Regions from separate parts of the Oryza sativa genome. Here region 2 is linked to region 1. The links are chromatin contacts, called in public HiCAR-type maps. All regions are on one chromosome and are shown on one strand. The core of a region is the stretch at or near the end of the contact, and the rest is flanking DNA. Distances in the headings are between cores, read along the strand shown. Region 1 holds the start of LOC107275870 (small ribosomal subunit protein uS13z/uS13y/uS13x). Region 2 holds the start of LOC4342543 (probable ribose-5-phosphate isomerase 3, chloroplastic).

Region 1 (6,357 bases), core at 2,354-4,853:
GAGGAAGCACACCCGCGTCCAATTCACTACCCCTCTACTGCTAATGGGAAGGAATACTATTCATCCCATCTCAGTTATTAACATCTGACCAATGTGCCTAATCATGTTTATCCAAGGGAAGCAATGCATATGCATGTCCTAACTCCTAAGATCAGATTAATTACCTCTCATTGCAACAATGCATCTACTCTCCTAAGTAACTGATGATGCTGCTGCATGAGTTAAACTTAACAACAGGGAGGGTTGTTACTGGAGTCTTGGAAGAATTACACAGGAGAAGAAAAGGCTAAAGGAGAGCTAATTAATAGCTAATGCTAATGCATCATCCTCTCTCTGCATTGGTCTACTGATCACTCACTCTCATGCATAATGCTGCTGCTGCTGCTGATGGTGTTTGTGTTGGTAGTTGGTAATGTGTAAACAAATCATTTGATTGATGTTGCCTCTACCACTATACACATGGTCCCGTTCGATTCTCCGAGATTAAGTGCACACGCAAAAACAAAACAAATTATTAGCACATGATTAATTAAACTTTAATTATTAAAAATTTAAAAATAGATTTATTTGAGTTTTATAGTAACTTATATATAAAAAGTTTAGGCACGAAACACACCGTTTAGTAGTTTGAAAACCGTGCTAATAGAAACCAGAGAAAAATCTATATCTTATTAGAGTTTAAACTATGCATATGGTTTATTTATTATACAGTCCCTACTAGCTACTGGAGCCACGACTAAAACTCCCTCCATCCAAAAGTTTAAGACATATTTCTTTTATCATTAAGATTAAGAAGAATTAGCTCGCTCACCATATGACAAGACCAAGGAAATATATGTATGCATACTACCAATGCGTATTAAAATAACACATTGGGTTTCAGCCAACAATTTAATTTAGCATATTGAGACTACAAATATGCTCATCTCATTTTTTTTTAAAAAAACAGAAAATAAAATATTACTTACACTTTTGATGGAGGCGGTATAACTAAACCCAAAAGAGTACTTTTGTTGGTGACAAATGTCTCCAATGTTTAAGTCACGCTCACCGGGCTGATTAAACCCCACGGGGAATGTCACTGCCGCCATGAATTCAATGCATAGGGGACCCTTTTTTTCTAGTACTATAAGCTACTGAGACCGCACGATCAAGAATCAAACCTGTAGATTTATCGTGAAAAAAAAAACTGTACATAATCAGCATGATACAAACAAAACTGCGTACATCGATCATCATCTTACGTCGTTAAAATGGCTAGCAAATTTAGACGCTGACATTGCGCCTTGGCTGCAAGTCTGCATAGTTTAATAAATGACATTAGCGGCTGATTAGAGAGGGCAAAACCACTCTTCTTGTGTGAGAATTGTGATCGATTCCTATGGTTCTCGCCGACCGTGTGAAAGTTGAAATAGCACAATGTCAACCGTAGCAGCAATGAAATATGAAAACATAACTTCCACTAGAAACACATCCAGTAAAAAATTAGGCTTCAGAATTTGCGGTACCAAACAACCAAGTCAACAATATATAAAAAGTTTGAGAATCCTGCAACGCACGATCTATCTTCTTAGACAAAAGCATCATCCAACAAAACTGCCTATCAAGACCGACATCATTGAAACGCTCATAAGATAAGCAAAATGCATATTTGCTGTGCTGATGTACATGGAATTTATCTCTTCTTGGAGACACCGACAGTCTTTCCCCTCCTGCCAGTAGTCTTGGTGTGCTGACCACGGACACGGAGACCCCAGTAGTGACGGAGACCACGGTGGTTCCTGAATTACAAAAGGTAGTTCAAATGAAATCAAAGAGCAATTTGTTCAACTCTGAGAATGCAATTAATTAGCCCAAAGAAGTTAGCAGTCCAAAGCCTCGACACAAAAAAGAATATGATTTAAACTGAGTTCACTCCACTAGATTCATCATAATACAAATGAATTATTTAAACTGTGTGAATAACCGAAGGCATGAACAGTTCATATTTAGGTAGAAATTTCATCAGAACACAAATTAACCAACAATGAATTATTCCCAAATTCCCATGACCAGTTGTTGATGCCATAAACATCTCATTGAAACAGAACAAATTTAGCTAAAATTTCTATCAATCCAACAAAAGCATGAAAGGTATATGTACAGCACCTCACACATGCAAGTTACAAAGCTACAAAAATGTGGTAAGCGAGCAGAACCAAACCTGATCTTCTTCAGCCTCTCAAGGTCATCCCTGAGCTTCATGTCCAGGGCGTTAGAAACAACCTGGGAGAACCTCCCATCCTTGTAGTCCTTCTTCCTGTTCAGAAACCAGTCAGGGACCTTGAACTGGCGAGGGTTTGCCACCACAGTCATGAGGCGCTCAAGCTCCTCAGGAGTGAGTTCACCAGCCCTACAGAGAAACATAATTGTTAGCTTTCTCACTAGTAAAATAAAAGTCCTTTGGTTTTGCACAAAATCATCACCATCTTATGTTTTGGTTACAAAGTCATCTCGGATTAACTAAGCATAAGCAAAGTACAGTATGGCGTATCAGATTAGCCAAACTGCATGAAACAACTAATACCAAATAAAATATAGCTGTGATAATTATAACACATTTTTATCTAATTAAGCCCTTCAGGTTCCAAATGAGCATAAAAAATAGACTGATCATCTTGGTAGCCCAAAATTAATGACGTCCCAGAAAAGATCAACTAATCATATAGACTGCTAAGTAGTGACGGGCAACTCCAGGGTCCTGGCCTAGTAAGCCAAATAGAACATAAATTCAACTGAACTGAAACTAGTTGCAACACACTGACACCTCGTGACATTACGGCAGAAATAAAGACAGTATTAGGCAATTAACTGGAGCCAAAAGATCAGCCCTGCCATCAACATCATCGCCAATTGATAAACACATCAAAATTAGCAGGCGTTCGAATCCCGAGTCAAGTTGGAAAAAAAAATACATCCATAACTTACAATTACAAAGGTCATGCTATTAAATAAATTCTAAAAGCTCCAAGCAATCTTAACTCAGTTTGCAGACAGTCAATAATCAGCTTTGCAGCATAGTAACGCGCAGAAAATTTCTCATATTATCACTTAATCCACCACAAAGAAATTAAGGCACCAGTCAGTAAACCCTACTCGTCCTAATCACTACCAAACAAAATAACTCAGTACAAGATCCATCCACCTAACATCACAGTAGAACTAACGAAACAACCACACAACTTTGGATTCAACGTGTACAACTACAAACCGAAAGATGCTCAAATTATCTAGTTTTCCCTGATTGTAAGAAATTAGCCCGATAACACCAATAACCATTCGTTATACCTACACATCATTCCAGAACATCACCAACAGCACAAACGAACACCCAGATCAGAGGAGGGGTTGGGGGGGGGGGGGGTGGGGAGCGTGAGGCGAGAAGGTTTTTGCTCACCGCTTGTTCATGTCGATGTCGGCCTTCTTGCAGGCAATGTTGGAGAAGCGGCGGCCGATACCCTTGATGGAGGTGAGCGCGAACATGATCTTCTGCTTCCCATCCACGTTGGTGTTCAGCAGACGCAGGATGTGCTGGAAATCCTCCCCCATTCATCCTTGAATTGCACACCGTATAAGGCTTTGTTTGGTATGGACCCCAGATATGCATTTATTCCTGAGCTGGTTCCTGGTGATATTCCTGTTGATGATGCTGGGGTTCAGACTGTCTTGGAGGATAGGCAGCTGTTTTCAGATATGCTACAGCATCAGTTGGCTAACAATATGCAGATGAGAAACATTCTTTTCGGGAGTTTGCTGTGGGCGATTCTGTTTTCCTATCCCAAGTTAGCCTTCAAGTATTTTGGGCCCTTTGAGATTATCAGTGAAGTGGGATCAATAGCATAATAGCATATCGTCTGAAACTTCCAGATGGCAGTCTTATTCATCTGGTCTTTCATGTCTCTCAGTTGAAACCTTTTGTTCCTTCTCACATTCCGGTTTTTGCTGAGTTACCTACCACTGTCCAGCTGGATATCTCGGCGTTGGAGCCATCGGAGATCCTGGATCGCCGTCTTGTTAAGAAGGGTAATGCTGCTTTAACCCAGGTGTTGATTCGTTGGGGTGAATTACCTGCTGAGTGTGCAACCTGGGAGGATTATTCAGTACTGCGCGCTCGTTTTCTCATGGGGGCGGCAGTGTCACACCGGTGGGTGTCACCGGATGATGTATATGTGGCGGCACCACTGGTGACAGAGGAAGCAGAGGACCTGGATGACTCAGCGAAGGCGGGGTGAACGAAGGCGTCTTCGTTGGGTGGAAACGTATTTATGTAATCATAGTGCGTGTGTGTGTTCAGTGCCTGTCATGTGGGCCTGGATGAGAGGGTTTAAATTATGAGGAGTCGAGTTGTAAACTGTCGATTATCTAAGAACAAAAACAGAGGAGACAAAGTGACAAACTATCCCCAATTCTCTCTCGCGTTCACACCATCCGGCGGCTCGCGGCGGCCGAATCCTCGACGCCGGCGAGCGGGGTGTTACATACTCCCTCCCACTCCAACGACCAACATCAGCAAGCAGCAGCAGCTCGATCGATCGACCGCCATGAGCGTGGTGATCCTGGACCTGGACGAGTCGACGGTGCGCGGCTTCGTGGCGGACGACGACGCCTTCGGCCGCAGCGTCGACGCGCGCTTCGAGGCGCTGGACGCCAACGGTGACGGGGTGTTGTCCCTCGCGGGAGAGGGATGGGACGACGCGGTCGAACCGCAGTCATCGTGCGCCCCCTCTTCCTCCTTGCACGGAGTATAATGCACCAATATGGCGATGCCAACCACTTTAATTATTCAGTCTTCTGCCATGATTCAAGAACAGATTCAGAAATGAATTCACAATCTGAATTTTAATTAATTCAATCTTCTGCATGGTCCAAGACTCCAATTACAGAGACTCTCGGAAGTTTTTTTTTTTAAGACTGGTCACCGGGGGAGCTTCCCCACCTGAATTTTCATTAAAATATTGGAACAGTACAGCAGCTTAAGTTACATTAGAGTGAGGGGAGGATGATAAAATGAGTTTCCAAGACTCTACAACAGCCCTGTCAGCGTGGCTCAATCTTTCTGCCCACAGGGCTGCATCTTCTTTACATTTTGCGATAAGGTTATCAATTGAAGGTGATGCACCCCTAGAAACTACATCATACCGATGGTTCTAGAGTCCCCAAAGACAAAGGAAGAAGAAAACTTTGAAGTGTTTTGCAGGCAGAAGACCTGTTGGGCGCAGAGACTCTCGGAAGTGAATCACAATCTCGATGAAGATAAACAAAAACCCAACACTTTTACACCTCTAATTACATTTTGATAGGGAACGTACTAACAAACCTGAAGTTTGATTTCTTCAGTACTTCACACATTGTCCTCAGCGGGCTCAGGATTAACCTGAACCTGACCGCGGCTACGGCAGATCCGGCAAAAACAGGCGCACACGATGTCAGGCTCGCTCCACCACCATATATACCCCAATATAATGAGCGTAGCTATCATGAGTATTGGCGCGAACACAAGAGCTGACAATCCCGTAGCCATCTGAATAAATGGGATCTCTAGTATCATGATAGCTATAATTAGGGAAACTCTCGCTGCAACTTTCGCCAGGAAATGCAGTTTAGGACGGTCTGACATGGTAGTGGTTGCAACCGAACCTGCTGCTAGGAAAATCACCACACACACGGTGAAAAGGGCGAAGAGAGTCCTGGCGACCGGTGGCCAGCCGTTGGTGATGACTTTGGTGAGTGCCGCAAGCACGAAGAAGATGCCGCCTGAAGTGGTGAACAGAAACACTTCCCGGCTAAAAGATCCCTGAATTGATCAATTGACATTTCCAATTTGATTAGTGACACAGTAGAGATGAATCATACACGTGTATGATGCTATGAAAAAAAATAGTAAGCCATTTTTTCCCCAAAATCGCCAGCACAATGAGCGAATGACTGAACAGAGTCCCTTTTTTTTTCCCAGAATGAATCATTCTGTTCAAAAGGATAAGAAGCTGGCGAACCTCTGTTGGCGGCTGTGTTGCAGCGGCTGGAGCAGATTGTGGAAGGGACGCTGTAGCAGATGAAGCAGATGAGGCAACTTCCCCGGAGGGGACCTCCATGGCCCAGGTCGCACTGGAGGCGTGCGATGTGCGGACTGCGGAGGTGAGGAGGAGAGCACCGGAAGTCCGGAACCGTCGGGGGTTAAGGTGCGGAGAACGACGGTCGGCTCGCCGACGGACGGAGCGAGTATATAGGAAAATGAAATAGGATCTGGGAGGAACATACGGGAGCACGGCATACTCATATAGGCTCTGCATCCATCCCCGATTCGAATCCATTCATATA
Region 2 (6,357 bases), core at 1,839-4,338, 190 kb before region 1:
TTTTTTTTTGTAATTACTAGTTTACTAATAGTGATGTTGTTCTTTTTCATTGGCCAGACCTGAAAGACTTGAGCTGGGAAGGACGTTCGCTGCAACTTCATTTTGCATCAAGCACAAGAGCAGGAAGCTCAGTCTCTGTGTTTACTTCTGTAGCCAACCTAGAAACTTACCCTCTGCAACTTCAGTTATCCCACAAATGCTTTTTGATGAATCCAGAAAAAATGGTGTATTAACTGTGAGGATTATAACATAGTGGAGTACTAGTTTCTTATCAGCCATGAAATTAGGAGGTCCATCTGTTTTGTTTTCCATGTTTTAGGTTGGTAACTGTCTCCCTGATATCCTGGTGCCTTTTGCTGCGTTTGTTGACTGAAGAAAGCGTAAAAGCGAATGTACGCTTTCAATTAGTCCAACACTAGGCTGCTATGCTGATAGATCAAGAAGAGGTCAAAATAATCAGGACCAGGAGCCAACTATCCTGCTTGGAGTCTTGACCCTTCGCTTAAAGAAAAAGAAGAAAGAAAAGAAAACAGCTACCTGAACATTGACTTGTATTTTTGTAAAACAAAAAGAAATCAAAGATGCAGGCAATGCAAAATGGTGTACCCAACAGAAATGCCCAGCATAGATAAGATTACATGTCTTTTCCTGATGTACTAACATTCTTCATGTAAATTTGACACATGACTCTCGAAACCATATGGTGTTTTGAGGTATACCTTACGATTTTATAAAGCCGAAAAATAAGGATGCACATCCTCTGTAGTACTGCTTGTAGTAGCAATGGCTGATATGTGGTCCCGGTCCCACACGTAAGTGTCTGCTACTGCATCAGCAGTACTGCAGACAATCCCCACTAGAAAAATAATGCCTCCCATCGTTTGTCTTTCATCGTGGTTTACTGTTCTATTATTAGCTTTTTTTTTCAAGGAACCGACGGCAGGAGAATCTCCTGCCGGAATTTATAGAAGAAGAGAATTGACCCAGTTAATAAGGGAAACCGGGCCCGAAAACCAAACAAGCACGGTTAATTAAACGGGAAACCGGCAAAAACCAATACAGAAAAGAAAAGAAACAACTAATGAGACCTCACAGAAGTCGTCGTTACCGAGCTTACCAAAAGGCAAGCAGCTTCGACAACATAATGACGAGGTCTCCAGAACCACCAAACATCCTCTAGTGGAGCAGAAACCTTCTAAGCGAAGCCTTCAACAAGGAAACAACATCAAAGATGCTGTCAACACCCGTTCAGAAAGGAACCCGGTTTTCACCTGAAGGAAGAGAGAACCAACATGACGATACCTCCAAGGAGGAAACGGCACCCGCAAGCATCGATATCATCAACCTAGGATAGCACTAGGCAAGGTTTTCACCCAAGGCTCTCTCAAACTGCTCCACCTCAAAACCCTCGTCGCGTTGCCGGGACGTTCGTTGAGGGTCATCGTTGCCGAGCTTGCAAGACAAGCAGCTCCGACTCCACCTCAACAGCCAACCCTGCAGCTCGACCAGAGACCACCTCACACCCAGGAACCCAACTGCAGGAAACCAACGGCGCGGCCGACGACCAGCGAACAGGATGCCGAAACAACTCCGCACGCCACCCCTACCGAACCACGGAACTCCCTGGCATCGACTGGAAGCAGCTTAGCCTAAGAAGGGAGGAGCACCTAAGAAGAGGGGAGCGGCCGCCGCACCGTCAAAGAGCACCGGAAGAACAACTACTGAAGAAGGGGAGAACCGGATCTGGAGGACTAGAAGGGAGGGAGATGGAGGCGCCTTCCCCGTCGCCGGCAAAAGCCGCAGTAGGCCGGCAGCCCGGCCAGGACCACGCGGCAGCCGGCGCCAGAGCGCGCTCCGCGAGAGCACCACTGGACAACCGGACGAGCCGCCGCCAACCGGAGAGCCGCCGCCAACCTGGTTCTGTCGTCGCCGATGAAACCGCGCCGGAGCTGCTACGTCCGAGGGCGCCGGCGTCGACCAAGACCGTCGCCGGCCGCGCCGAGACCCGCCGCCACGCCGCCGTCGTCACCCCGGCCAGATCTGGCGAGGCGACCGGATCTGGCGACGCCCTCGACGGAGCCGCGCAGAGCCCCACCGCCGCGCCGCCATCGCCGCAGGGAGCTCCACCACCACGCCGTCGCCGCGACCTCGCTGTCCCGCCGCCGCGACCTCGTCGTCCTGCCGCCATTGTCGCCACACCCGCGCCGGGGCGAGATGGAGCCGAGGGAGATGGGCCCGCCGCCGCCATCCCAGCGCGTCGCCCGGCTTTGCCGGCGACGAGCTCCAGTGGCGGCGAAGCAGGGAGGAGGGAGGAGGAGGGGCGGCGGTGGCTAGGGTTTCGCCCCCGAGCCGCCGCGCGAGGGCGATGCGAGGGCCGTGTATTACCCCCTCCTATTATTAGCTTTTAAATTGCTAAGGAGATATAAAAGTTTTATCTTTTGCTAATCAGCTGTAGGCGGTAGGCCAATGATCAGCTTACCATGTTCTTATTTCATTCCCTTTCCAATTAATTCCCAATGATAATCCCAAAATTTATATTTATTAGTATACAATAGAGAAATCTGGTTGTGTCACATCGGTTAAAATGAATGACCTTGATTTTCACTGGGCCTGTTAGAGATCATTGCCCAATTTTACTAGAAATGGAGAGAAAACAAAGTTTACAAATGGAAAGAAAAAAAGAACCTTTCCAGAGAAGGAGGTAATCCAATAAGGACATCGGCTATAAAAAGGGGTGTTTTTTATCACATAATGGAATTTATATTTCGTACGAGCTTACTCTAATAATTCAATAAAAATAGGACATTAAATACGACCTTAGTAACCATTTAAGTGTCCCTTATTTCTGTCGCACAAAATTACCGAGATCCACACGAGTTGTTTGTACAATAAAAACTCGAAATAGATGTTTTTGTCCTATGCTCACAATGAACCCAACCTAAGATGACCAGTAATTTAAACACGAAAACATTTCTTATTGACAAGAATAAGAAAGAAAATTGCAACAAAAAAAGTTAGAAAAACCCCTAGCCTTCCAAGTCACCACCAACCCCTCTTTCTTTGATCACCATCTCCATCTCCATCTCCATCTTCTTCTTCCTTCCACCACCAACCCCCCATCTCCTCCATCTCCACTCCACCTCACACGCCTCATCGACCTCCCAAGAACCACCACCGCCTTCTCCCATGGCCGCCGCCACCGTCTCCGTCCGCTTCCACCCGGCCGCATCCGCCGCGCGCTGCGGCGGCGGCTCGCGCCGGAGCAGGCGCCTGTCCGGGGTCATCAGGGCGCAGTCGGCGCCGGCTTCGGCGGCGGCGGCGGCGCTGACGCAGGACGACCTGAAGAGGCTGGCGGCGGTGCGCGCGGTGGAGCAGGTGGAGAGCGGGATGGTGCTGGGGCTGGGGACCGGGTCGACGGCGGCCTTCGCCGTCGCGGAGATCGGGGCGCTGCTGGCGTCCGGGAAGCTGAGCGGCATCGTCGGGGTGCCCACCTCCAAGCGCACGTTCGAGCAGGCGCAGTCGCTCGGCATCCCGCTCTCCACCCTCGACGACCACCCCCGCATCGACCTCGCCATCGACGGCGCCGACGAGGTCCGCCTCGCCACCACCCCCTCTCCTTCCTTCCTTTTACATCATCATGAGTCCTCAACTGTTTTCCTCAATCCATTGAGGGACAAAAAAATTCAGTTTTCTTGGATTAGTTCAGTTCAGTTCCATTCCGAGTGAAAAAAAGGAATTCAGGCTTGCATTGCTTTCAACATGGGGAGGTCTGACTTTCTACCATGTGCTAAGCCTATATGATTGTCCTGCAATCACCGTTCATGGAGACTTGGAGAGAAAATGAGGCTTTTCTTTTGGACTTAACCTTGATAATGTTTTTCTTTCTCTGGATAAAAAGTTGTAGGTGTGAATGTGTGATGGTCCTATGGTAGCTTTATGGATAAAGTTGGACAAAAATGCAAATCTTGTATATGGTTCTAGCTAAAGAGTAGTAAAGGAGCTAATTGGCAGGTCACATTTTAGATACTACTCCTATGAAGGAGAAAACAATCTAAACAGTGCAATTTTTGAAAGAAAACTTTCTGTATAGAAGTTCCTTTAAAACTTCAAATAAATCCCTTTTTCAAGTTTGTAATAGCTAATAGTATCATGTGTTAATTGCCCAGCCAATACCGATCAGCCCAGTAGCTGATCAGCAAAACAGCCCAATGGAAAGGGTAGCTTGTCTGTCAGCTCAGTGACTACTCGCTGTTAGTGCCATGAACTTCACTAGAATCACTACTAAACTCTTAGTCAACCGTGTAAAAATTGCACCGTTGTACTCTTGGTACTCGTGGCTGGTGTTGCCTTCTTATTATGCAGATTAGCCGTAGTAATTCGGGAGTATCTGTTTTTGTCCTTGTCCTTTTCTCTGTGTAGCTTTGTATCTGAAAGTAGGCCATTTAGCAACACATCTCTATTGTAAAATGCTTTAACAGTGATGATAAAGTTAGCAGGATCAAGCCATGACATGCAAACAGCTGCTCTATGGTCAAATATTATGTAATTTTATTGTCTATGATTTGGTATCCTCGTCCCTGCTTTTCTCCCAAGTCACCATTTTATAGCTACCTACCTGAATACCTCCATTTTGGTATCAAAACAGGTCGATCCAGACCTTAACCTTGTGAAAGGGAGAGGTGGTGCCCTTCTCCGGGAGAAGATGGTTGAGGCAGCATCAGACAAGTTCATCGTTGTTGTTGACGAGACAAAGCTAGTTACCGGCTTAGGAGGGAGTGGTCTAGCCATGCCTGTGGAGGTTGTGCAGTTCTGCTGGAAGTACAACCAAGTGAGATTGCAGGATCTGTTTAACGATGAAGGATGCGAGGCGAAGCTGAGATTGGATGAAGGCGGCAAACCCTACGTTACCGACAACTCAAACTACATCGTTGATTTATACTTCAAGACGCCGATCAAGGATGCGTTGGCAGCAGGGAAGGAGATCTCAGCTTTGGAAGGCGTCGTTGAGCATGGGCTGTTCCTGGACATGGCGACTTCGGTGATCATCGCTGGAACAGATGGCGTCAGTGTCAAAACAAAGTGAGTTTTGGGGTTTTGTTGTTGCCGGTGTTGAATTTACGATTTTTTGTTGGGATGTATAAGCTATTGGGGTGTAAAAGCAGGCAATAAGATGCTTCACTAATAATAATTGAATATATTTCCCCACTCTTTCATTGCTGATTCCTCTTGTGGCATAGTCTATCTCCTATGTTTTATTTCGGGTGTGTTTAGTTCCTGAAAAAAGTTGGAAGTTTGAAGAAAGTTGGGAGTTTGGAAAAAAAGTTAGAAGTTTATGTGTGTAGGAAAGTTTTTGATGTGATATGATGTGATGGAAAGTTGGGAATAGGGGGGAAACTAAACACGGCCTTCCCTGTGTTCCAAATGAGCCATTTTAATGTCCAGTAGGAGTACTAGAATGCAAGGAGCAGGGAAAAAAATAATCTAATTTTGAAAGCTGCTGGTTAAAAAAAGAGAGCATGATTTTGTCCCTCTTGGTGATAATATATGTTAGTGGCTTAGTGAATTGAATGAACCAGCCAGAGCATCCAGTGCATAGTTTAATGAGCCAGAGCATTTGGGTAAAGCCGTTTCTTCTGTTTAATTTGATATCATTTCTCTGTAATTCAAAATATGTTGCTGATATGTAGATAAAAGTTGTGATTTGGCTGTTCTAGCGTTTGTCTGCTCTCCAAAGACTATCTCAGAGTTGCCTCCTGCCGTCTTGCACGATTTGTTGGTCAAGAGACAGCCCGACAGCCTGCATTTCCTCGATTGGCTCGAAACGTATTTGGCTGTGTTTTGCTGCTTGTCACACTATTCACATCTAAGTTTGTAAAGCAAAGGATGTAAAAAATAATTGGTAACATATCAGAAAGATGCAACGAAATAGGGCAGCCACAATGTAGTCGGTTTGGGGAGGGGGGGGGGGGGGTTCAGCCTAGGGTTTACGATTTCGACATGCCCTTGGCGAAATTCAGAATTTCACGAAATTCGGTGGTAAATTCCGAACAAATTTCATAAACCAAAATTTGAATATAAATTCCCTGAGTTTGACGACAAGTTCTCGAAAACTGGTCGGTTTTGACGAAATTCCGATCGAAATCATCGAAATTTCGATCAGTAAGTGTTTTCCTTTTTTTAATTCCGATCGGTTTTGGCCCATGTAAGGGTTTTCTTTTTTTAGTTCATTATTCTTTTCTTTCCTGATGTAAGTTTCAGTAAATACACACAATATATCATTTTTTTCGAAAATTTATATCCCAATAGATTATATGAGTATCATAGTATTTACAAGATTTTATTTGATTTTTTCTTTTT

What was found. HiCAR-type assays count read pairs that join an accessible place to other places.
Region 2: a HiCAR-type map of leaf shows a contact between it and region 1, with 2.9 times the contacts expected there. The contact joins the promoter of LOC4342543 here to the promoter of LOC107275870 in region 1. A contact is called at or near these places in 4 of 15 Hi-C or Micro-C datasets (leaf and seedling) and 1 of 4 datasets of contacts at active chromatin or transcription factors (leaf).

The regions. Positions count from the first base shown.
Region 1 is chr7:3,941,004-3,947,360 of ASM3414082v1, reverse strand. It overlaps LOC107275870 (small ribosomal subunit protein uS13z/uS13y/uS13x), which reads right to left and starts at 3,603. Exons shown (of 3, transcript XM_015790661.3): 1 at 3,437-3,603; 2 at 2,204-2,392; 3 at 1,479-1,781. The coding sequence starts at 3,588. The coding sequence ends at 1,676. It also overlaps LOC107277788.
Region 2 is chr7:4,127,268-4,133,624 of ASM3414082v1, reverse strand. It overlaps LOC4342543 (probable ribose-5-phosphate isomerase 3, chloroplastic), which reads left to right and starts at 3,088. Exons shown (of 2, transcript XM_015792509.3): 1 at 3,088-3,591; 2 at 4,646-5,218. The coding sequence starts at 3,187. The coding sequence ends at 5,083. It overlaps LOC9266277, which reads left to right. Exons shown (of 3, transcript XM_066312257.1): 3 at 58-311. The coding sequence ends at 63.